3 separate regions of the Mus musculus genome follow, and all the other regions are linked to region 2. A link is a contact called in public promoter capture Hi-C data. All regions are on one chromosome and are shown on one strand. The core of a region is the stretch at or near the end of the contact, and the rest is flanking DNA. Distances in the headings are between cores, read along the strand shown.

Evidence for each region. Promoter capture Hi-C pulls out the DNA fragments that hold promoters and counts their contacts.
Region 1: a contact with region 2 is called in a promoter capture Hi-C map of liver, with 3 times the contacts expected there. The contact joins the promoter of Slc25a43 here to the promoter of Sowahd in region 2. A contact is called at or near these places in 5 of 39 promoter capture datasets (embryonic stem cells, hippocampal neurons, liver and 1 more), 2 of 484 Hi-C or Micro-C datasets (cerebellum and palatal mesenchyme) and 1 of 9 other capture datasets (embryonic stem cells).
Region 3: a promoter capture Hi-C map of embryonic stem cells shows a contact between it and region 2, with 4 times the contacts expected there. The contact joins the enhancer-like site here to the promoter of Sowahd in region 2. A contact is called at or near these places in 15 of 39 promoter capture datasets (the 3T3-L1 cell line, 3T3-L1-derived adipocytes, the C10 cell line and 11 more) and 5 of 484 Hi-C or Micro-C datasets (the G1E-ER4 cell line, cerebellum, cerebral cortex and 2 more).

Annotation. Positions count from the first base shown.
Region 1 is chrX:36,740,921-36,745,420 of GRCm38.p6, forward strand. Slc25a43 (solute carrier family 25, member 43) reads left to right here and starts at 2,712. Exons shown (of 5, transcript NM_001085497.2): 1 at 2,712-3,098. The coding sequence starts at 2,824.
Region 2 is chrX:37,046,420-37,050,747 of GRCm38.p6, forward strand. Sowahd (sosondowah ankyrin repeat domain family member D) reads left to right here and starts at 2,426. Exons shown (of 1, transcript NM_173779.4): 1 at 2,426-3,999. The coding sequence starts at 2,505. The coding sequence ends at 3,488.
Region 3 is chrX:36,760,625-36,765,078 of GRCm38.p6, forward strand. All of the region lies in intron 3 of Slc25a43 (solute carrier family 25, member 43), which reads left to right. Among named protein-coding and RNA genes, the nearest start is that of Gm23613, 14 kb to the right of the region's middle. Within about 2 kb of position 1,922, at least 39 of the 459 cell types and tissues checked have an H3K27ac peak or open chromatin away from gene starts, as enhancers often do. A contact at or near this core is called in embryonic stem cells and liver, where this site is marked.

The sequences.
Region 1 (4,500 bases), core at 1,462-3,961, 310 kb before region 2:
ATTTGAAATTCCCATACAAGCTGCCTTGAAACAAAATCAAACTGAACTAGGGACATAGCTCAATGGTAGAGCACTTGCCTAGTGTGCTCAATGCTCAACTCCACATCTCCAAAGGAAAATGGTTTTGTGTTTTGAGTTGATTCAATTGAACCAACCCTCTGTACAACCCGACAGGCATCAGCAGCTGCACTCCCAGGGCGATGTTTTCCTGACAGAGCTTTAAGGCCGGCCCAGTTGTGCTAACAAAAGTGCTTAGGGCAGAGTGGTACCTGAAGGTTTCCTTACCACGGTCCAAAATTCCAATTCATGCCTTTGAAAATCCTACATCTATCGCTTCTCGGCCTTTTGGCTAAGATCAAGTGTACAAAATCCTACATCTGCAGAGTTATAAAGTTACATGCTGCCACTTTCCACAGCTAGAAAATTCCCTTACCGCTAGACACAGTAACTCACAGGACAAGACAAATAAGCCTATTCCCCAGCTGCCAAGAGCAGAGCAAGGCTTCCCTAATGCAAATAAGTGCTCCCAGCGGAAACCCTGCCCCGCCCAGTGCTTAACTGATGTGCAAGACTAGCTGCGGAAAATAAGAGCCCATCTTGTCAGCACCTTATCAAGAAAAAGCAGAAGGCATCAAATACGTGCTTTGCTGCTAGTTGCTTTAATGTTCCGTGTATCTGCCTAGAAAAAGAAAATACTCAGGTTGAAATAGACCTTGTCTTTCTTAGCCTAGAGCTTCCAAGGTTTAAAATGGTTCCTGTTTTAAAAATGGCTTCTTTGTCTCTGTGTTGGGAACACTCAAAAATCCTCTTTTGGATTATTTTGAAATCTACAATAAATTATTGCAAATGTTTAAAGTGATGGGTATGCTAATTACCTTGATTTGTTCACTCTATATTGTATCTATGTAACAGAAGCCCCAAGGATTAGAATTTCCCCCTGGGAAAATCTATGCTGGGGTGAAGATAAGCCACTCACAGGAGCCCTGGTACCAGAGGATAAACTGGTCTCTCACGAGTAAAGACTTGTCTCTCTGGCTTCTAATAGCTTGGACTCAGTGTTAAATTTACATATGCATTATTTCCAGCCTGTTGCTTCACCTTTTATAAATCATAACACTAACATGGGCAAAGCAGAGAGGATTCAGAATTTTTGTCTGCTCAGTTCTGGCCAAAATAAAATAAACCCTTCACTTATTTTGGTGCATATGTGTGCAAAGAGGGGAAGGGTGGAGACCGAGCTTGTACATGCCTGTACATACAGAGGCCAGAGGTTAAGATCAAGTGTCTACCTTGATCATTATCTCCACTCTTTTTCAATGGATTGGTTTTACTTATTTATTCTAAATTTAAAATTAGCATGCACAGTAGTTGGTTTCATTCTGTCATTTTCTCTTTCCAGTCTTCTCCCCCATCCCTCTGACACTGCCAGCTTAATTTCTGAGGCAAGTTCTCTTACCAAACCTGGAGTTCACTATTTCAGAAAGACATGGACCACTGTGCCCAACTATTACATGGATGCTAGAGGTCCTCTTGCTTGCCTATCAAGCACATTACCTACTGAGCCATCTCCCCCATTTTTTCAGTAGTGAGATGAGCCACCAAGAACCTGAAATTGCTGGGACATGTGTTCTGATATCATATTGTATCCCATGAAAATGTACAATTAGTGTGTGCCAGATTGGATGGATGTGCTTAGCTTGAAAAGGTTCCATTAGCAACATGAGAATCAATATAGAAAATAAGATGCAAATTTGGGATGTCTTATGCTAACAGTGCGTTTGCTAGCTGTCTCTTTCCTTGTAATTATCATTGTTGAGCCCTTTAAAAAAAACAGAAATAAAATTGGAAAGTTGTTAATATTTTTAAATCCTTCTTAGATTCTGGCAAAGCCACAGTTATCACCTTTTTACCTATATTGTCCTAACCCTTACCTAACAGAATCACTGAATGTATGTACTACTGCCACTATGCAATCCTTGGGTGTGGCCCTTATTAGGTCTAACATTGACCTACATAGGAACCCCGATTCTGCGAGGTAGTGAACACTCAGGCTTGAGCAAGTGTCTCCGTGTCTTAGTTTCCTCTTCTCTACGGCAGCAGCTAGTCATACCCTCATAAGCACCACATACAGACTGGTTACTTCTTCCAGCCACTATTCATTTCATCTTTATAAATTAAATTTTCATTTATTAAATTTTCATTTAATCCTCGAAAGTACCATCTTCATAGTACAGGTGAAGCAACTGGGACACAAAGTGAGCAATCGACTTCCCTACCCTCCTATGACATGTCATCTGCAGAGCTAAGGATTCTAAGGCAGGTAAGGTTCCAAAGCCTTAAGCACACCTATAGTCTCTGAAAAGGAGGCTCTAACAAGTTGTCTACTAGGTAGCAGCAGGTTGTTATTCAAGGTCTGTCTTTTCTGCACTCTGGATTTAAAATAAAAGAAGCCTATGGAAGAGAAGATAGACAGGCGAAGGGGGATGACATAGAATGTGAAAAGGGACCCAGAAGAAGCAAAGTACCTAAGGGAATACCTAAGAAAAACGTGATGCTGGCTAGGCCCAGAAAGAACAGGAAATGGAAGCCTCGGTCTTGCCTATTGCATTGCAAACACACACTAACTGAGCATGCCTCAGATACCTGAGAGAGTCGCCTTTGATCCCACCCTATCCCTGAGGCGCTGCTCGGGTGTGAGCCTGACTTCCCCAGTTCATCTCCCAAGTCCGCCCCACGCCGGGCGGGGCCTGGCCGGACTGCTCTAACTGCCCCCGCGAGCCCAGGGCACCAGCCACGAGGTGGCCGGCACGGGCCTGGGTCAGGATGGCTACGTGGAGACGGGATGGCCGGTTAACCGGCAGCCAGCGGCTCCTGTGTGCGGGGCTGGCCGGGGCGTTCAGCCTCAGCCTCACCGCGCCCCTGGAGCTTGCCACTGTGCTGGCCCAAGTCGGCAAGGTGCAAAGCCACTCCCTGGGGCTGTGGGCCACCGGACGCCGGGTGTGGCTGTCCGAGGGGCCAAGGGCCCTGTGGAAAGGGAATGGCGTGGCCTGCCTGCGCCTCTTCCCCTGCAGCATGGTACAGCTGGCCGCCTACCGAAAGTAAGAGCCCGGTGGGAGGGGTCGGGAGATCGGACTGGAATGGCAAAGCTGCCACCCTGATGAATCCTAAGAAGTCTCAGTTTCCCTTCCTCTGTAAAACCGGATGGGAGTCGGGTGGGGGTGGAGGCTGGCCTTGGGAGGGGGCTACAAGGCCATATGTGTGGCCCCTAGGGTACAGTAGCAGTTTTTCACATGCTCTTGAGATTCTTGCCCTGTGAACTGCAGTTTTGTGACCTCTTGAGTCTTTCTGGGAGGAGGCAGAATTAGCAAATGATATCTGGGGGTAAAGAAACAAAAAGGCTTCCCATGGCGATAAGGTCTATCCATTCCCAACGTCTAGTAACTTGAAAATGTTTGCTTTTCTGGCTTAGGAGAGAACGCTCTCTTTTTTTTGTTTGTTTTTTTTGTTTGTTTGTTTGTTTGTTTCTTGAGACAGGGTTTCTCTGTATAGCTCTGGCTATCCTGAAACTCACTCTGTAGACCAGGCTGGCCTCGAACTCAGAAATCCGCCTGCCTCTGCCTCCGGAGTGCTGGGATTAAAGGCGTGCGCCACCACGCCCGGCAGGAGAGAACACTCTTGATGGTGTGTAAAAAGTGAGACCAGTGTCCTAAGGAGTAAGTGGGTAGTACAGGAAGAAGGACCAGTCTCTTGCCTCAAAAAGAGTTCTGTCCACCATCCCCATCTCCAATCTCAGCCTAACTTGGCTTTAGGATCCAACAGGGTCTGCAGCATCCTTTCTCCAGCAGGGACTTGTCTCCTCAGCCTAATGTTTCCCCCACTCCCAGCTGCCATCCTGCGGCGGCGGTTTCTCACCTTCTCCCACATCAACCACTGCTGCGAGAATAAGAGCTAAAGATGCAAGGGAGTGACCTTAAAAAGAGCTCAAGGATGTTTGCATGGGAGCTAGAAAGGAAGCCTAAAAAAGGAAGTCAGTGATGACGGCTCTGAGGGGAGGGTCTGTTTCCCTATTGGGGACGATGGTCTGTAAGTTCCTCATTCGCTAGGCACAGGGCCAGCTCTAAAGACTGGCCTTAGCTCTGAATTAGACATGCAGCCTACAGGCAGGAGGTGGTCAAGACACTTTTTGTTTTGTTTTTACTTTGTTCCCAGGGCTGGAAGTAAAACCCCAGGCCTTGGAGCAGCTAGTGATGTGCTTTATTTCTTTTTTTTTTTTGGGGGGGGGGGGCGGGTTGAGACAGGGTTTCTCTGTGTAGCCCTGGCTGTCCTGGAACTCACTCTGTAGACCAGGCTGGCCTCGAACTCAGAAATCCTCCTGCCTGCCTCTGCCTCCCCAGTGCTGGGATTAAAGGCATGCGCCACCACGCCCAGCATAGTGTGCTTTATTTCCCACCATATATTCCCATCCCAGTAAACACAGTCCAGCCTTGGGAGAGTCAAGCG
Region 2 (4,328 bases), core at 1,176-3,675:
CCAACATAAACTCACACAGTCATACACACAAAAATCACACTTTCCTCGGCTGCCAAACTAGAGCAAAGTAGCAGCTATTTATTTCTTCTGCAAATACAGAGTACGCACAAAGATAGTTTGGTACAGTCATCAAACAGTTCAGAGTTCAATTGACCTGTCTGAGAAAGAAGGGAAATATAAGAGGTCATAGAAACAGGGTTCGGGAAAGAAGAGGACCATTCTGGGCTGGAGCAGTGGAGGCTAGTTGGATAAGATGGATGCTGAGGCTGATCTTAAAACTTGAAGAACTTTACCAGACACAGTGTGAAGGAAAGGGGAGGCTGGGGCAGGGGGATTGCTGGGAGTGCCAGACCTGTCAGTCAGCACTATACAGTGAGTTACAGGGTAGCTGGAACTAGGTGAAACAATCCTATCTCAAAACCAAAACACAGCCAGGCATGGTGACAGAGGCATGTAATTCCACCACTTGGAAGGTGGAGGCAGGAGGATCAGGAGATCAAAGCCAAGCTGGGTTATATAAAAAGCACCGAAAATCAACTAATTAACTTAAAAGAGAGAAAAGAGGGTGGCCTAGGCAGAGAAGGACAAGTGAGAGATAAGAGCAAGCTTCACCTAGGTCTGGCTCAGCCATTTGGCTGCAATTTGGTGCTTGTGTGAGTGCTTTGCAGCAGATAAACCTGGCTTGAATGGCAGTCTCTTTGTGCCAGAACAAAGGCTACCGTGTCACACACACTTACTCTGCTACTTCCTGCTGGGTGACCTTGGGCAAGTGGTCTAAGTTCTCTGCAAACTGAAAGTAGAAATCATTATTCGCCCCTAAGACCATGGGGGGAAGAACTAAGAAGTAACACATATCAGGCATCTGGCAATGTCTAGCACAGAGTAAATATTTTTAAATTAGGTTAAAATTCATATACTGTCACAAAAGAACACTCAAGATATTTAGAGCTGGCCCTAAATATTTGAACAGCAAGGAGGAAAAGTCACCGTCTGACACAGTCCATGGCTGGTGCCACAGTAAGTCCCAGATGAGAGGGCTGGCTTGGCCTCAGTCGCCACCCATCCTGATCTGGACTGCTTCAATACTCTGGCTTCCGCCTCTACTTCTCTCAACATCATATTCTAAACACATCCTGAATCATGACTGTGTCCCTCCCAGGTTCAAAAGGTGTAGCTCCCTCTAGCTTGCAGGCAGAGTGAGTGCCTTAACACTGTGAGGAGAGGGGGTAAGAACGACTGTCTCAAGGGATGGGCACCTCTGCATTCCCAACACATGAGAGGAAGACAGAGAAAGATCAGAAATCCAACATTATTGGCTACATATTGAGTTCCAGGCCAGCCTTGGCCGCATAAGACCCCGCTTCCAAAATATAAGAACTGTTGTCTCTTGGGATCGGAGGCAGGGGGATTCACCTGTAGTTCCCGGCCAGCCTGTCTCAAAGATATAAACAAAAATTAAGCAAACAGTAAAATCATCCGTTGATAAACGGAAAGACTAAGAATAGTCTAATGCTGGAATAAAAAGATAAACTATGGACCTTTTTCTAAAAACTAGAAGCTATGCGTTTACTAACATCAGCAAGTTTCTTAAGGAAATATCAGAGATGAATGAAGCTGTGTGTCTGCGGCGCTGGGTCCGACTCACCTGCAGATGCTTTTTCAAACCCACCCAGAGAAGTAATGAAGGAAGAAGGCAGAATCAGGCAGAGATCTGCGGTTGTGCTCTGGGGAATACCTCTCTGACCATATCCCTGGTTTCAAGTTTCTCAGCAGGAATCCCCGACAGCGCTCCTGCGTCTGCTGCTGCTGCTGCTGCTGTGCAGAAGGTCAAGGTTACAGAAAGAGCAGGATAGACGAGCCTGAGTCAGAGGGGCTAGGCTGCCTCCCTGAAGCCTTAGGGAGAAGGAGCATAGGGACAAAGTGCAAAAAGATTCCTGATGCGAAAAGGGTGAAAGAAGAGAGGGTGGGGGAGCGATCGCCCCTGATGCTCCAAGATCGCGCTCCTGAAGACTGTCACGGGAAGCCCAGATCAATCCACAGACGAAGAGGCGACCTGGGACCTCTTCACCCCAGCAGCTGCAGGGATGCTGAGAACCGGAGTGACCAGAGCAGCACGTACCCCGCCCCACACTCTCCCTAGTTCGCCAGTCAGGTGCGGGAAGCCGGGCTACTGCTCACCTGGCCTCTTGGAGTAGAGCGGGTCGCGTCCTGAGGTCGCCGCGCTCCTGGTGAACTGGTCCCCAGAATGTAGACGCCTGGCCGGTGCAGGGGACGCAACTGGACGGCCCAGCCCTCCACGCCCCCCACCGCCCACAAAGGCAACCTCTCCTGGCTTGTTCCCTCCCACCGGTCCTTCTCCTCCCCTTCTTCGCTCCCTCCCTCGGAGTCCAGTTGCTCAAGACGCTTCCTTCCCCACCGCCAGCTCCAGTTCCTCTCCCTGTGGGGCCCTTGGAAGGCCAACGAACGCTAGACCCCGGAGCCACCCAGGCGGGACCTGGAAGATCATGGCCCAGGCCCTAGAAGACGGGAACCCGCTGCCCAAAGCCTCGAACAGGCCGGCCGAGTCGGAGGCGCCCAGCGACCCGCAGATCAAGGACAACCATTGCCTTGGCAGGTACAAAGTACAAGCCGTCAGGGACAGTGCCAACCTGTCCCAGGAGCGAATCTTCCACAGCGCCCTGACCGTGAGCGGGGCAAGCTGGGCGCGCCGGCGTGGGGAGTTGCGGGAGCTGCTGGGGCTGCAGGGGGCGGCTCCCGCCGGGTGGCTGTCGGAGGAGCACTTGGAGCCCGCTGTGCCTGGGTCCCGCCGCTCCAGCGGACAGGGCAGCAGCCGAGTGTGCCTTGAGCCGCGGGAGCACGCGTGGATTCTGGCGGCTGCCGAGTGCCGTTTTGAAGTGCTGCTGGAGATGCTGGAGGCTGAGCCCAGCTTGCTGATGCGGGAGGACCCTATCACAGGCTACAGCGTCCTGCACTGGCTGGCCAAGCACGGGCGCCACGAGGAACTCATTCTATTGCACGATTTTGCCAGGCGCCGGGGACTGCCGTTTGATGTGAGCGCCCCTGGCAGCGGTGGCCTCACGCCACTCCACCTGGCGGCTCTGCAAGGCCATGATATGGTCATCAAGGTGCTGGTGGGAGCCCTGGGTGCTGACCCCTCGCGTCGAGATCACAGTGGCAATCGACCTTGTCACTATCTGCGGCCCGATGCATCTCTGAACCTCCGGGAGCTGTCCGGGGCAGAAGAGTGGGAGATTGAACGCGACAGGAAGCGCGAAAACGCTAACAACAACAGCAGCCGCACTACCACCACTACTACCACCACCTCTCGGTGGCTGAAACGCACCCCAAGTGCATCGTGCATCAAGTCCACGGGAGTACACTACAAAGAGGCGTCTCAGCCCGTCAAAGAGAAGAAGGCATCAAGCACCCAGGAAGGACAAGGCCGTTGCCTTCGGCGCTATCTGTTCCCCTTCACCCAGAATCGTTGAAGATGACATGGACTAGAGAACTCATTCTTAGGTTGTTCCTGACCCCACCCAAGCAGATGCTCCTCTGATGCAGTGGGTACACTGACCACATCTGGGGCCCTAGTCCTGTCCCAGGTCTCCTGTAGCTAGCTAACTGTCACATCAATAGAGAAAGAGACCAAAGAACCAGGCTGGCCCTGGTACCCAGCTCCAATACTGTGGGACTTGGGACATTTGGAACGGGGCTCGTGATCCTCCTTGGAAGAGAAGGAGGGCTAAATTAAGCTTCTAGTGGACTTTTCCGGGTAGATTGAAAACATTAAAAAAAAATTAAGACTGTAAACTATTGATGCAGAGCAAATGCCTAATACCTGCCGGCCTGGGTCTGCTGCTAAAATATCCCCATGTGCTGGTAGAGTTAGCCTCTGGCAACCTGCTCCTGAGACTGGCCAGGCCTGAGCAGTCTCATAGAGTCTAATATATCATGAATGAGTTCTTAAGTACATTAAAGGGGATTTTCACCCCACATAACAAAGCTGTCTTTGAGTGTCTTTTTTTTTCTCATTAACCATGGGGTAAAGGGGACCTACTTCCATTTGCAGGAAAGAGGGTAGCAATCAATTCCTTGAAGCTAGTGCTCTGTGGCGGGCTCTGGGCTTCATTCTCTGGGAAAATGGTCAGAAGCCCTGCACCAAAGGAATGCCATTCACCCTGGCTCTGAGCAGAGATACACAGTCCCCCCCCCCCCGCCCCCCTGCTCCCTCAGCCCTGGCATCCACATCTGGCTTTAAGTGCATGTCTCATCCTAGAAGAGTTGTCCTGGAGGGAGGCCCAAGGGTAATTAATGAAAAGGGAAAGCCA
Region 3 (4,454 bases), core at 672-3,171, 290 kb before region 2:
GAACCTTCTAGCTAATGTATATATACTGTGTCAAGAAGCTGCAGTCAAGGCTGCGTATGGTGTCACTTGCCTGTGATCTCAGTGACAGAGGCAAGAAGGTCACAACTTCAAGGTCACCATCATCTACATAGCCAGTTTGAGATTAGCCTCAAGAAAACAAAAACAGAGAAAACAGCTTTCAAATAAATGCAAAGTCATAGTGGTTGTTTTTAAAAACACAAAATAAATGTACTGTAAAATAGGATTAGCATCTAATTATGACTAACATCATAAATGTCATCTGAAGATATAGTAAGCCAACTAATATGACGCAGCCAAAATTTTATTCTTCATGGGTTAGTAAATATAACAATTTGTCCATAATACATATTTTTAAAATTAACACCCAGGACAGAACCACAGGCCTTCAAATGCAAACATGGCATTACCTTCTCTGTCCACTAGGTGTCACTGCAGTAAACACATAGTCTCTGGCCATGGAAAGCTATGAACCAGCAACTTAGTGAGTTACTAACCTCACAGGCCCAGCTCAGAATCGCTTTCAGTTAGGAAGATAAGGGGGCAGAAGCAACAGGAAACGCCTAAAGTTTTTTTTTTTCCTGTAAAGCACATAATGCAATATTCATCAAGAAGAGAAAGCCATAAGAACCACACACTTCCACTGGATCAGGCAGGTTTCCGCACTTCATTTGTCACAAGGGCACCAAGCTGCTGTGACCTGAACACAGTTAATGGTAACATTTGCATTCCATTGGTTTTCTCCATGGCACTGCCCACCATGAAGCAAATCAACAGCAGGTGTCTGGTGGATAGCCAACTGAACAGGGAGTTTTTCCCAGCACCCACAGTGGCTGACGCCTTTGTCTGAGTGCCTGTCTTCATGGGCTTTTATCCAGACATTCGGACATACAATCTGTCTGTCTAATACCACGGCAGGTTGGAACTCTTCTGAACATTAATGACAATAATCAGAAGTCTTGTTTAGCCACCTGAGCCCTTCCTTCACCAGGCTTACATGCATTTTATCCTGCTTTTCTTTTGCTTGCTTGGCCCTGCTAGAGGATGGAGAGGTAAATAATTTATGCATGCGCATGTTTTGAGAGAATGTTTCTCGGGGAGAAGGGTCAGTTGTATGTGGAATGAAATGCCTCTACCTTGTGTGCTTTCACGGACCCTAATGCCACCCTGCCTGAAATCTCCTTTTCCACGTGTCTGTACATTTTAACTCCAGCTCCTCTGGATACAGCCTGGCCCTTCTATCTGCATCTCCACCTGGCTAAGACCCTGGGCCAGAAGATGCTGGCAGCACTAAGTGTATTAAAGAAACAATAGGCTGGGCATAGTGGCATAACCTTTAGGGAGGCAGAGGCAGGTGGATTTTTGTGAGTTTGAAGGTAACCTTGTCTACATAGCAAGTTCAAAGCCAGTCAGACCTACACAGTGAGCTACTGTCTCAAAGGGGTGGGGAGGGTGAAGAAAAGGAAAGGATTTAATACAAGAAAGTATAAGATGGAAGAAATGTTGACAACAAATATTTTATGTGATTAATCTATAAGCCCTATTAAGAACCAAAGAATTATGGGGGGGGGGGGAACTATAATAGTTCCATAGGCAGGTGTATGTGAAAGAGAAGGAGAGGCAGGCTGGGAACACTTTGCTGGGAGTCTGGGGAACAGCTTCGAACATGGGACCTGGAGTCTGGTAGGCCTTATGAAAGAATCAGGAAGGAGGTCCACGAACCCTCCCTCCACTCTGTTGCTCCTATTAGTTATCTCCATTTCACCAAATACAAACCCATGTGCCGTCCTGTTGATTTATACCCCAGTGGACTTTGCCCCCACCACAACTCACAGGGTAAGCAGGATTAGGCCAAGTCAGCATTTGAACTGAAAGTGCATAAAATGAAGGACAAAGGTGGTATCCAAGTGGCACAGCTCAGTGAGCAGAACACACATGGTCAGTGAATAAACAGAGGCCCCAGCCTGCTCAAATAGCCTCCACTCGGACCGCAATGGATACCACCTTGAGCAAGCTTTGCAGATACACAGTCACTTCATTAACCCACTCGGGGCTTCTAATGCTCCATCCTATGTCTTCACCCCCGCCTCCCTCCTCAGTCCTGAGCTCATGGTTCTCACAGCCTGCTGATTTGGACCGCTGAGTAGCACATCTTCACGATCACTTCCAACCCACTGTCTATCAAAGTTACCCATGTTCCCCTAAAACTGTCTTTCTAGACTTTTCCCTTTCTGGGCCATCAGTGTCCTAGATAGCCAAGCTAAGCATCCAGAAGTTAGGCTTGCCTCTGCCGTCCCTTCATCCAACCAACCCAAAGTTCATTTGCTTCTGCATTCATAAGTCTCCTACATGGGTCCTTTTTTTTTTTTTTATTGCCCTGACTCCCAGTCAAAGTCCTTATCAGCTCATAGTGCAGCACATACTGTTCTCTATGAGTGATTCTAAACGTGACTATTAGTACTGAGTGGGAAGATATAGTAGGCACCGGGCCAAGTGGATGTTCATTATGTCATCCAATCCTTACAACAATTCACAAAGTAAGCACTGTTGTTACTATATCTGCGTGTGAGTGCCTGTGTGTGTGTGTGTGTGTGTGTGTGTGTGTGTGTGTGTGTGTGTCACAGTGCACATACAGAAAGAAGTCAGACAACTTACGGGAGTCAGAGATCTCTGTCCGCCACGCAGGGCAGGTTCTGGAGCTTAAACTCAGATCGTCAAGTCTTGGCAGCAAGCACTTTTACCTGTTGAGCCATCTTGCCTATTGAGATGAGAAAACTGAGGCACTGTAGATTACAAGCCCATCTTTGAGCAACGGAACTGGGACAAAGGCCATGCATGCAGGTTTGCCTCCCGGATCAGAGCTCACTTCAGTCCATGGGTTTCTTGCAGAACAAATGTTCTTTTGCCCTGTCACTGTGGCTCCTCTATCACCTTTAGAGAATAAAGGCCGGCCCATTAGCTTGGCATGTTTCCCTCACCGACTTCACTGTGCGTGCTGTATAGAAGCCCTTTGTATAGGGAGTTGCAGAATCAAATGTCTGTAAGAATTCAGAAACAGCATGGACAGGAGAGCTAGGGAGACCCAGATAACGGGCACTCAGCCCCAAACAATAAGCCTTTAAATGCATTCTAAGCCATCGTGCCTTTTGAAAGCATTCTGGAGAACTAAACTCTCTGCTCACAGAATGTGATTAGCATTTAAATATGCGTAGCAGAAAAGAGTGAAGTGAGCTGGTGGAGGCTGCAGCTAAACTGCAAGAGTCTCCTCTCAGAAGGATGGTTGCCATTTAGAAATGCAAGCCCAGTTTTCAAGGGAGCCCCTAAATTTACATCCAGATTGTGATGTGAAATCTTTCTTTCTTTTTTTTTTTTTTTAAGGCTGCAAATAAAAAGTACTGTCTGGGCAAAGCACAACATGCCTTCTTTTGGCCTCTGTTCAATTGAAGCATCCAGTTGCAATAGTGAAGAAGTTCCCCTCCCCCAAGCCCTGAAGACCAAACGTATTTTATATTCTGGTCAACAGGCCTTTGTTCCTGCAGCTACCTCTCTCTGCCTAAGCATCACTTCTGTCTCTGTAAAGGTTCAACTGAACTTACGTTGGTAGTAGTATCTGTTGCTTTTGTTTGCTGGCTTTTCCCACCCATAAGGCACACATTTTCAGATAATGCATAAAGGCAGCTATTTAAGCCTTTGAGAACCACAATGCAGGCACTCTAGCCCACTGGAGAGGGAGTCCTGGGGAAGAAGAAACTAAATTAACTATAGGGTACCTTCTCTGAAAAGGTGGATGCTGTTTTTCACTGACTCCCTCTTCTACTCCCATGTCTATGGGCACAGTCGTTGTATTCCCAAAAGTTGTGGGTGAGTAACTCCTTTTAAAGGGTGCTGTTAGCCTCACCGTGGGTCCTCTCACTTTGACAATTTTCTTCCATAGCATTTTTTCCTCTTTTACCCTTTTTTATCTCAACATCATTGCTCTGCTGTCCCTTCCCTGCCAAAACTACCTCCTGGTAGCAGCTATCTTATTTTCCCAAGCAGAAATAGTCTCCTCAATGCCAGTGTCTTCGTTTGCTTAGTTTTGAGCATCCCTACTCTGGAACTCTGAAAACCAAAATACTCTAAAGTCAGAAACTTGGAGCATCCACATGATGGAAGATTCCACAACTGATCTCAAGTAAAGGACTGCAAACAAATACAGACACGCTGGAAAGACTGTCGATGGGGTGGGGGAGATGGTTATTACATACGCACAAGGGCTTCAGTTTGAATTCCTCAAACCTGTATAAAGCTAGGCATGACAGTAGTGTACTCTAAAATTCTAGCACTCCTCTTTTGAGATAGGGGACAGAATTAAAGGAATCCACAGAAACTCGTGGCCCAGATGGCCTCACCTGCACAGCAGTAAACAGAGATGCTATGTATCTAATAAGACAGAA